2 separate regions of the Mus musculus genome follow, and region 1 is linked to region 2. A link is a contact called in public promoter capture Hi-C data. All regions are on one chromosome and are shown on one strand. Each heading gives the region's core, a stretch centred on a gene start, on an enhancer-like site or on the middle of the called end of the contact. The rest is flanking DNA. Distances are from core to core; before and after follow the strand shown.

Region 1 (5,240 bases), core at 770-3,269, 350 kb before region 2:
CAGCTCCCGGTGTGTGGGGCTCACACAGGAAGCCACACCTGTGAGCCCCAGAGTGTCATAGCTACAGAGTGCTTGGGAGCTGCTGTCTGCACTCTGCAGTCCACCCCACATTCTTCTCTAGATTTTTCCATTCTTTCCACCCCCTCTTCAACAGTGTTCCCTGTACTGTGAAGGGCATGTTAGAGACACCCCATTACAGCTGGGCATTCAACATTCATTTATATGTGTACCTTGACCAGTCACCGCTGATCACTGCAGAACAGAACCTCTCTGACCAATGCCAATAGTAGTAGCACTCTATGGCCACAAACACAGTTATAGAGAAGGCAATTTGGGAGGCATATCATGTCCACTTAGAAAATATAAAAACTCTCTCACTAGGCCAAATAACCTCACAAGCCACAGGCTTTCAACTAGGTTTATAATACCAGAAGTCAGTTTCTTCTTATGGACCCAGGACCAAATCCAATCAAAGAACAGCTGGTTACCCCCATAACAAACCTGACTAACACATTGCACCAGCAGGCTCACCTTGAACAACGCGTCCACAGCTGAGTAAGACTTACTGAGAATCCTCCCCTGGCAGCCTGCATAGCACCTTCTGGAATTCTGAGGGCTGACCAGCAAGGAGGAAAATTCCAGTCCAGTTCCAGCTTGACTTTCCCTGTCCTATGATCAAGGCATGTGGTGTCTTATCAATGGGGTATTACCGTCTAGTTCTGGTCAGCAAATAGCAGCTTGGACAGTTGCCTGTGTTACTTTGGGCTCTGCAAGGTCTTTCCTGGCTAATAACTTATAGCAAGGCAGCCCACATCTGGAACTGAGATTTCCATTTAATAATACATTAATTTTTTTCCATCTATACAAAGTAACTCGATGCACTCTTTTTGAGGAACTTTATTGTTTGATTTAATTACCAAGTGTATTTTTTTCTGGTTTTTCTTACACATCACTACTGTGGATTACGTCTCTCCTCTACACCCCCCCCCCATCACCCTGGCTCCCCTTCCCAACGCGTTCCCTCCCACCCAGGGGGCCCCTCTTCCATTTTCATGTCACATTTATTCTACAGCCAACACAGACACATACATACACACATACTATCACACATGGAAGCACACACGTAACCACACAGAGACACACAAACATAGAAACACATGCAAACCACACACATAGAATTCTGAAACAAAATAGAACATTAACTTTTCTCCTCAGGAAAAAAATACCCTCAGTTTTGACTGTGGCTCTTAAATTTTCCCTTCAAAATAATCTAGCTGTGCCCAGAAGTTTATGTCTATAATCCCAGAGATTGGGAAGCCTACACAGGACAATGGCCGGGCGTTTGAACATAGCCTGGATGACACAACAACACCCTGTCTCAAACAGCAAACAAATGAGCACTCGAAACTAAATCTAGACATTTTGACAGATGTAAGGGTTAAAGCAGCTTGTGATAAGCAGACTTGAAGAAATGCAGGAAGAGTTTCAGGGAGCCATTCTCTTACCTGGCAAGCAAGTGCCCGGATAAAAGTGTGGTCCTCAAGGCTGCTCTATGGTTTGATCATTGCCTATCGTCACTGGCTTCTCAGCACAGAGAACGCTATCATAGTTGCCAATAGTAGCACTGGGGAAAGCACACTGTGAACTTGGAGGGAGACTCACTCTGTGTCGAAATCCTAATTTATAGTCTATTCCAGACCACAGGGCCGGCAACTTAAAACCAATGTGTACAAAAAAAGCAAATGGTGCGCACAAGTTTCAGTCTACCGTGACAGCAGAAAGGAGTTTGAACTTGTGTAGCCTGTTCGCTCGTCTGAGTGAATGCTGAGAAGGTGTGAAGGACTCCAGCCCCAGAGAAGAGGGTGGACTTGAAAGCGGGCTGATTCGATTCTTCATTTCTACTCCTCTTTCTCCCTCTCCCTCCCTCCCCTTCTACCGTCTTCCCATCCTTCCTTCTTCCTGAGATGATTTGCTCTTACCATGAGGTCACGCTGCCCTCAAGCTTGTGGTAACTGACCCCCTGCCTGCAGGGATTACCACATGACCCTCAACATGTGGCTCTCTTCCTTACACTCCGTGTGAAGACTGAAGCACTTATAAATCCTAAACGTAACACCGAGACAAAACAGTACGTTTGTGTCTCTCCAGCAGCTGCACATGGCAGAGAACATGCCAGTCTTCCTCTCGCAAAGAATGCTGGGCGGGAAAATGTTCCTACCAGACTTCAGGGTGAGCTGATCCTCAGAAACTCATTATTCTTTATAAAATAATATTTGAATGGGTGTGGTGACACACGCCTTTATTCCCAGCACTTGAGAGGCAGAGACAGGCGTATCTCTTGAGTTGGCAGCAACTGTTCTATATAGCAATTTCCAGAACAGGACTACACAGAGAAACCCTGTCTGGGTAACAAACAAACAAGAGACTATGTAGTTTATTTAGGCTTATTGTATCTGTGACGGCTACTCTTGGTTGTCAACTTGACTACATCTGGGATGAACTGCAATTCAGAAATGAAGGGCACACCGGTGAAATATTTTTGCTTTGTTTGAAGTGGTTGGATCCACGTCTTGTCTAGATATCTAAGGTAGGAAGACACATACATGCCTTTCATTCAGATCTCGAGGACATGAGAAAAGGAAGCTTTTGCTCTGTGTCTGATTGCTTCTGTCTTTCTAGCAGGTCCATGCCTCCACTGGCATTAGAGCCTACCTCTTTGGGATTCTAGTGGCTACTGAAGACCAGCTGAGACAGCCAGCCTCATGGCCTAAGCAACTTCTGGATTCTTGGACTTCCCATTCATTGATTCTGCCTCTATAGACAACCCTGACTAATATAGCACTCAAAATTGGGGACAAATATAAAGATTAAAAGTAAGCAGGTGAATAAATAAATAAATCTCACTAGGGATATAGCTCTGTGTAAGAACACTTAATACACTTGATACACAAAGCCCTAAGTTCAGTCCCTAGTGCAAGCACACACACACACACACACACACACACACACACACATATCAGATGTAAAGAAAAAGAGAGAAGAGGCAAGCATGGTGTCTCAAATCCTGGAAGTTGTGGTAGGAAGATTTTGACGAGCTAAAGACTGTACTCTTAGCGGGAGTTCAAGGCTAGCCTGGGCTACAGGATAACTTTTTCATTCTCTTTCTTTTCCTCAAAACAAACAAACAAACAAACAAATAGTAAATTTTTTTAAAGAAATGAATAAATCACATGTATCTAACAACGAAACTTTAAAATATATGTGGCGCTCTCCAGAACTTGTATAGAAGCCAGATGTGGTGCAGATGTGGTGCTGACCTTGGGTTCCTGCTGATAGGGTGTCAGAGACAATGGATGGAGCCCTGGGGCTTGCTTAGCCTAGGCTCCTTGATGAATTCTAGGTCACATAGAGACCTTGTCTCAAGAAAAAGTTAGATGCTGTCTGAGGAATGACACAACTTGTCCTCTGTCCTCTGAAAGTACCCAAATACAATACATATTTCTCTCTCTCCCTCTCCCTCTCTCTCTCTCTCTCTCTCTCTCTCTCTCTCACACACACACACACACACACACACACACAAACACACACATACAGAATTTGTGTGACAAAAACTGACTAAATTAAGCATCCATGGGACAATTCCAGTACCATACCTGGAGATTTAAATGCTCCAGTAACTGCATGAATGACTATGTCAGGGAGGAGGTGCTACAAGAGAGACCCTGTTATACCCCTCAAGTCACACAAAAAATTTCAAAGTGAGCAGACACGACAGACTTCTTGTTTTATCTCTGAGACAGAGATTTGCCCTGACCCCAGGCTGGCCTTCAACTCACAATCCCACTGTCTCAGACATGTTCTGATGTTCTGCATTCAGTGTTCTTCCATCATAATACCTCTGCCATCTACAAGTAGCCCAGGTCTCTGTGCCTGTCCCAGCTGAGGCCCCTCTCCTTGTGTTCTCTCCACACCACATCAAGCATCATTCACACCAAGGCTTTGCTCCTCCATCATACATAGTGTGGATCTTAGCAGTCTCAGCCGGCAGACGGTTTGTTTATTAAGCTGTTGCTTTGCTAATGGCCTGAAGGACGGCGAAGGCAGGCGAGGCACTGTCATGTTCTCTCATCATCCTTCATAAGACACGCATAATACAAAACAGAAAAAAAAAAGGATGATAGATAAAATGATAGATAAACTTAGTCTTTCAAAGAAAATAGTGTTTTACACACATGCACACACACACACACACACATTCACACACACCCTCCCCAAGTCCCTGGCTTCTGTTAGTAATATACCCTTTGACTCTGGTTTTTCAATTTAATTTAATTAAATACTTTACTTATTCACTTTACAACCTGCTCACTGCTCCCCTCCCAGTCACCCCTCCCCTAATCCTTCCCTCCCCATCCCCCACCCCCTTCTCTGCTTGGGTAGGTATTCCCCACACACAAGCACTTCAAGTCTCTGTGAGGCTAGGTGCTTCCTTTCCCACTGAGGCCAGTCAAGGCAGTCCAGCTAGGAAACAGAGCCCACGTACAGGCAACAACTTTTGGGTTAGTCCCTGTTCCTTTTGCTCGTTTTATGAATTAAAGATTAAAGCCCACAGGTAGCCCCCACTGCTCCTCACAGGAGAGCTGTCTCTCCCCTGGTAGTGAGTGGAGTATAGCTGCTGGCACTGGCTCTGCCTTGCTCCCAGCCTTCCGCTGTTCTGGCCTTGGGCTTTGGATGGTATCAGATGTTCTAGCCTGTCACCTCCTTTCCAGTCTCCTGGGGTTACTTCCCCTCCTGTTTCACAGGCCTGCTGCATACACTGAATTAAATTTTGTGAACACACTTCATAAATGTGTGAGGCATAATATAAATATTAAGGCTCAGCGCCGCTTTCCTGTTTCATTAGACCCTACTTAATTAGAGAAAAGTGAAAGCCGTTCTCACTCTCTTAGTGGTTTTGGCTCCTCACTGCTTCAGCCCAGCTCCCCTCATTTCTAGTGTCTACGTAGTGCTATTTGGCATTACAGGTCATAGAAAAAAAGTCTTCTCAATTCTAGAACACACTTTGCCCTCTGACCGACTTTTGTCATCTGATACCTTGAACCTAAGCCTGATGCATGCTAGTTAAGCCCCTCTACCACAGAACATCAACGCCAGCCCAAAGCCAAGGACTCTTTTGTTTTCCTTAGTTTTTATTTTATTTGTGCTGCTGGGAATCAAACCTAGGGCATTGCACATGTTAG
Region 2 (5,911 bases), core at 3,043-5,542:
CAAGACCCAGATGGTCCCACTTATCTGAATCCACAGCCCACAGGGTTCCACAGTCTTCAACTCAGACCAAGGAGAGGGTGGTGTGTCCAGGCTGGCACTGTGTCCAGGTGCATTTGAAAGCACAAAGGACACACACTGGGTGGGATGTTCAGCCCCTTTAACAGAAGCTAGGTGGAGACTTCACAGTTTCTTCATCAGGAGAAATCCTCAGAGGGAAGAGTCTACTGGAAGACATCTGGATCTTTTAGACCTGGCAGGGTGAAGCCTGATTAAGTAGTCTCTGCAGGGTACCACAAGACCTGGAAAAGGTGCACCCCGCAAAAACGTGGAAGTAATGGAGGTACAGTAAGCATTAAGCCTTATCCACCACTGAAATGCAATAAAAACAGAATCTAGTTTTTCTCCTTAGCCCCTAACACCTCCTGAAAACATGCAGGACTCTGTACTGAGAGCAGCAGCAATGCTTCCTGAGTTGTTCATTGATAATTTTCATTGTTGTTGCCTTATTTCTCTAAGTTTTAAACAAATCATTTTGTATGTTTAGCTCACATATATCTTCGCCTTACTATTGAAGTAGATCTCCACAGCTTTGTCCTTTCTGTTTTTACTCTGGGCTATTTACTGATCATCTCCAAACTGCTATTTTATAACTTATAAAATGACAGGAAGAGAACAGCTGTCAACACACACCATGTAGGATCTCCCATGAAGGGACCTGTCCTGCAGAAGTGACCTTTTCTATACTCTATTAATTCTATTCTATTATTAGCCTTTAGATCAAAGTACAGTATGGCAAGATACTGGATTTGTAGCCAGACCTATGTTCAGCTTTCAATCTTTCTGCCTTTAACTTGCCTGACTGGTTCCTTCACGAACAGTTACAGGAAAATGACTCAAACCACTAAAGCATTCGCAAGTTCAGGATTCTTACAAAGTCAAATGTATCCTTTCTATATAAACCAGCAACCAACTCATAATCTGACCCAGGAGTAATAAAGCTATGCACCCACCACCACTTCTGCTTGAAGCTAGAAATAACCCAACCTTTCTTTATTTAGTGAATGTCACCATATTCACTAATACCAGCACAATGGACTGCTGCTGAGGATGGGAAAGAAAGAATTGCTGATGCACACAATGCTATGGATGCAGTTCCCAGACAGACGCTCTATTGAACTAAAATAAGACAGAGTCCACACATACTTTATAATCTTTATGTTATATTTGGGCCAAGAAAGCTAAGCAGTAGTTGTCAGGGGCTGAATACAAAGGGTCACAAAAGGACATTTGAGCACGGGAACCTCCCCACGTGTGGATCGTAGTGGTGATTCCCCTACAGTAATAAGCACTAACCACAACTCAGACCTGTACGTGCAGACAATGGAGCAGACGGCATACAGATTGCACCTTATTAGGGAAACATTTCAGAGTTAAGGTTTGAGAATCAGATTGTGTTCAAACTGTAGCTCCCCAGCATTTTGGTTATAGGACCACAAGGCACAGAACCATTCCGAGTCTCATTTTCTTGACTTATAAAACAGAGCTAATAACTGTGGAGGCTGCTGGGAAAACATGAAGAAAATAATGCACCTCATTGTTTACCGTAATGCCAGACCATCAGAGAGCTCTATAAATGGACCTTATTGCTACCTTTCTCCCTCACTAAAGAGTTAGGAGACTGTTCAGGGGAAGAGATTTCTAAACAGAGTTGTATGGTTTCTCATTTAAATGGGAAATCAGAGCTTTACTGGAGAGCTTGTGAAGAATACTGGCGCCTTATATAAATGAAGACAGATCTTTCACTTCCTCAGCAGAATTTAATTTCCTCTATGAAGTCTTCTCAATTCCTTCTCTAAATATTGATGGATGGGCCCGAGGTCATATGTTTATCTTTCTGGAGCAAATACGGCCATGATGGATAAACTCGAGTTCCTGGAAAATAGAGAAAAATGTGAGCAAAGAGATAAATAACATGTAGAACCTGCACTCCCGTTCCTACAGTAGCATTTATCCATCTAGACAATGAAGGGCTATTTGCACCCAGTACTAATGGTCCCAGAAGCTAGAGACTCAGTAGTCACCAACAGAGGCAGGAAGATGTCATCCTCAGGGAGCTTGTGTGCCACATTCTGTCAGGGTCACTGAGCCAGCTCTCTGTGCCTCCCTCCCACGAAATTCAAATGGCATCTCTGTCTGCTGATCGTCAGGAAAAATCATGCTCACCGGCCCTGTGATGTATACTTAGAGGCTCTGGCACTGAGTTTTATGTGTACTTCTTTAATAGCTATTGATTGGTTTTGGTAGGAACGAGGGTTGAACCCAAGGCCTTGAATACACAAGGCAAATGTTCTACAGCTAAGCTACATCCCAAGTCTCTAGCTTTTTATTGTGAAATGATTGCTCAGACATTTCAGAGAAGAGACAGATGGTCTAGGGTACCCTTCAGCCAGCTGTCTCTAATTGCAAAATTTTATATAAGTCTCATTTATCAAGGCTAAGAAACAGATCTTAGTACACTATCATTGCCTGGAAGGCAGGCCATATTTAGATTTGAACCCACACTCCTTAATGATTAATCAAAACTCTTCAGCTCCTTAAGCTTTTAGTACCTTCTTAGTTTAAAAAAAAAGTTTTTTTTTTCTCTCTTAAGACTTGAAGATCAAGACCTTTTTATGGCTTGAATGTATTCCCCAAAAGTTCATGAGTGGAAAATTTATGTCAGTGTTACGTTGCTCTGATTCTCTATTTTCTCCTGACAATCAGTGTCTTCCCTAAAGTCACTTGATTTCTAGCCAGACAAGCCTAAGAATGGTCCATGACTTCAAGCTGTCCCGGCAAGCCAGCCCCCAGGTAGATGCTCCTCCTCTTACACTGTTGTGTTACTGTTAAGTCCTAACACTGGGGCACACGTAGCATTGGGTGCCTGCAATCCCGACACTTAGCTAAGGTGGGAGTGTGCTACCCTGGGCTACATAGTGGCACCTAGCCTCAAAAAAAAAGTACAATTTCAACCTTGCATCACACCCAAACTCTGCACTGGTTCTCCATCTAGAATGCTTAGCCCCGACCTTCAGCTGACCCCTGGCATCATTTTACAGCTCCCCCTGCTTGGCAGGCGATCTACCTACCGTGTCTTCTCCCATCGTGCTCTGTAGCAGTACCACACCCTTTCTGTTCTCATCTTTCTATCCACGCTACACAGTCACTGTATCCCCTTAAATAGCCAGGTCAGTGTAAAGGGGATGAAGCTGCTACAAGTAAGGATGGTGGTGTTGGTCTTCCACTATTCATGGCCCTATGCAGTGTCCTCTCTTCACCAGATTTCACAGTCACCACAGTACTCTAGGTATTAACAGGTGACTCTCAAAGTGAGGATATAAAAGAAGTGGAGGCATCTTGCCTTGTCAACTTAGGTTAGGAAGAGGCCATGAGGTCACATAAGCCATTCTGTATGGAGAACTTTATTTTTGGAGGGGCAGGGGGACAGGATCTCAATGTTAAGTTCAGGCTGGCATGAAATTCACTATGTAGACCAGGCTAGCTTCAAACTCACAGACACTTGCCTCACCGACACCTAACGGCTAGGACTCAAGGCATGCACCACCCTGACTGGTTTTACACAAGCCACTCCGTGGAGAAGACCACAGAGAGGAATGAGGACCCCTGGCACACACTAGTATACAAGGCAAGTGACAGAACCACCTTGAAAGGGGAACCCAGGAAAATCACTTAAAAAAAAAAAAGATTTATTTTATGTGTATGAATACACTGTACACTGGAGCTGTCTTCAGACACACCAGAAGAGGGCATCAGATCCCATTACAGATGGTTGTGAGCCACCATGTGGTTGCTGGGAATTAAACTCAGGACCTCTGGAAGAGCAGTCAGTGCTCTTAACCACTGAGCCATCTCTCTAGCCCCTGTATCCAAATTTCTAATTGAGATAGCTGTGTTCTGATAGAATTCTCATTTTATGATTGCTGTAATTCTATATGTGTGCACACAAACACAGACACACAGGCACTTACATATACACATATCAGAAACATGGGGAAATCTGGGGTGTGGGGTTCTCAGCACATGGCAACAGAACCTTGAGTTAGTCATCAGAGCTGTTTACAAATACTCCTGTTGCTCCTCTGGACACATCCTAGAAGTCAGCTGCCACACCCCTTTACTTTTAAACCAAAGTGTGGTCACTTGCTTTTGACAATGGCGTAGATGTGAAGAGACAGCGCATGTGCAATGCCTGGCAGTGTTCAAGCTAGCACACACTTCACTAAGTTTCCTTTTGACTCTGGGGCCCTGAGAGGCTGAGCAGAGTTTGCTGCTGATGTGCATGAGGCACGAACACAGGAGAATGAATGCTTGCTGTATAAAGACAATGAACTTAGAAAAAGCATACTGCTATCTAGCTTCTCCTAACAGACACCGCTATAATAATATCCTAGCTAATTAAGAGTACATCTCCTTAGGTTTAGAAGTCCCTGGTATCCTGTAAGGAATACTTGAGAGAGAGAGAGAGAGAGAGAGAGAGAGAGAGAGAGAGAGAGAGAGAGAGAGAGTGATGTCATCTACAGAGTTAAACAAGCATTTCTGATGTCTGTGTCATCCTGGGCATGAATTCCAGTGCTAGGAGAAGCAGCTGGAGATGCCTGCCTTTGTTTTCATTCTCTAAGTGGGAGATCAATAGTTGGCCGAGGACTGCACTTTCATTTTCAGTTTTAAAACTTGGACTAAATTTAGAGTATACTTTGAATCTCTGAGCATCCTCTGGACTACTAAAGGCTACAAACTAGGCAGAATACTACCTAAGTGTGAATGTTCAACATTACTTGAAAGATATAATAAAGTGTATGTTCTCTTGGTGGTGGTAAAATAAAATTATGAAATGTTTACAAGAAATTAACATCATTATATTTCTTCTCTCATCACTATATATTAACTAATAAGTATGTTATGACAGGTCACTATTGTTAATTTCCTATTAACCTAGGTAACTTGTATAGTGTTGACCTAGAAAAAAATGGCAGAATTCTATTTATGTTAAAATGGGTTTTTTTTAAGAGTTTTTGTATAGTATTACATAATTTTATATACCTGTGTGTGTGTGTGTGTGTGTGTGTGTGTGTGTGCGTGCGCACACACACATGTACGCATGTGTTCAAGTAAAGAAAGAAAGGTTAGGGGCTGGTGAGATGGCTCAGTGGGTTAGAGCACCCGATTGCTCTTCCGAAGGTCCAGAGTTCAAATCCCAGCAACCACATGGTGGCTCACAACCATCCGTAACAAGATCTGACTCCCTCTTCTGGAGTGTCTGAAGACAGCTACAGTGTACTTACATATAATAAATAAATAAATCTTTAAAAAAAAAAAAAAGAAAGAAAGGTTAGACAGGGTCTCACTATATAATCTAGGATGGCCTCAAATTCTCTTGCCTAACACATATTGCTGACAGATAAGATTATGATCTTGAGTCACCATGCCTAGCACACATCTTAAATAAAAGCCTTATGAAAACTTCTCAAGTGTTTCAACACTGTACCTGTTGACCTATTGCTACAGAGGGGAATTACAAAGGAAGGCAAACATGCTAAACAACAGAACAGGATACTGTGGGTGTCATCCATATGCCTATATCAGTCTCCTTATCTACATCTTTTTGGAAAACTTGCAAGACCCCTTAGAAACTCTTAGCACTCTGAAGACTCGCTGAGCTAGGCCTTGCTGGTTCAGACTGCTTGGTATAGTTTGCTTTTCTGTTGCTATGATGATGTACTGAGACCAAAAGCAACATGAGAAAGAAGTTTACTTGGCTCACACAGCACATGACAGTCCATCACAGAGTGGAGCCAAGGCAGGAGCTCAAGGCAGGAGCTTGAAGCACAAACCACAGAGCAGTGCAGCTTAC

What was found. Capture Hi-C pulls out chosen DNA fragments and counts their contacts.
Region 1: a contact with region 2 is called in a promoter capture Hi-C map of adipose tissue. The contact joins two enhancer-like sites. A contact is called at or near these places in 12 of 484 Hi-C or Micro-C datasets (B cells, the C10 cell line, bone marrow-derived dendritic cells and 9 more), 5 of 115 datasets of contacts at active chromatin or transcription factors (embryonic stem cells and microglia) and 3 of 9 other capture datasets (adipose tissue, liver and pancreatic islet).

The regions. Positions count from the first base shown.
Region 1 is chr10:21,970,325-21,975,564 of GRCm38.p6, reverse strand. The region is part of intron 3 of Sgk1 (serum/glucocorticoid regulated kinase 1); the gene reads right to left. Among named protein-coding and RNA genes, the nearest start is that of Gm34267, 86 kb to the left of the region's middle. Within about 2 kb of position 2,019, at least 7 of the 459 cell types and tissues checked have an H3K27ac peak or open chromatin away from gene starts, as enhancers often do. A contact at or near this core is called in adipose tissue, where this site is marked.
Region 2 is chr10:21,617,667-21,623,577 of GRCm38.p6, reverse strand. 1700020N01Rik (RIKEN cDNA 1700020N01 gene) reads right to left here. Exons shown (of 3, transcript NR_027968.1): 3 at 1,203-1,932. Among named protein-coding and RNA genes, the nearest start is that of 1700020N01Rik, 27 kb to the right of the region's middle. RefSeq lists an enhancer at 54-2,877. Within about 2 kb of position 4,292, at least 53 of the 459 cell types and tissues checked have an H3K27ac peak or open chromatin away from gene starts, as enhancers often do. A contact at or near this core is called in adipose tissue, where this site is marked.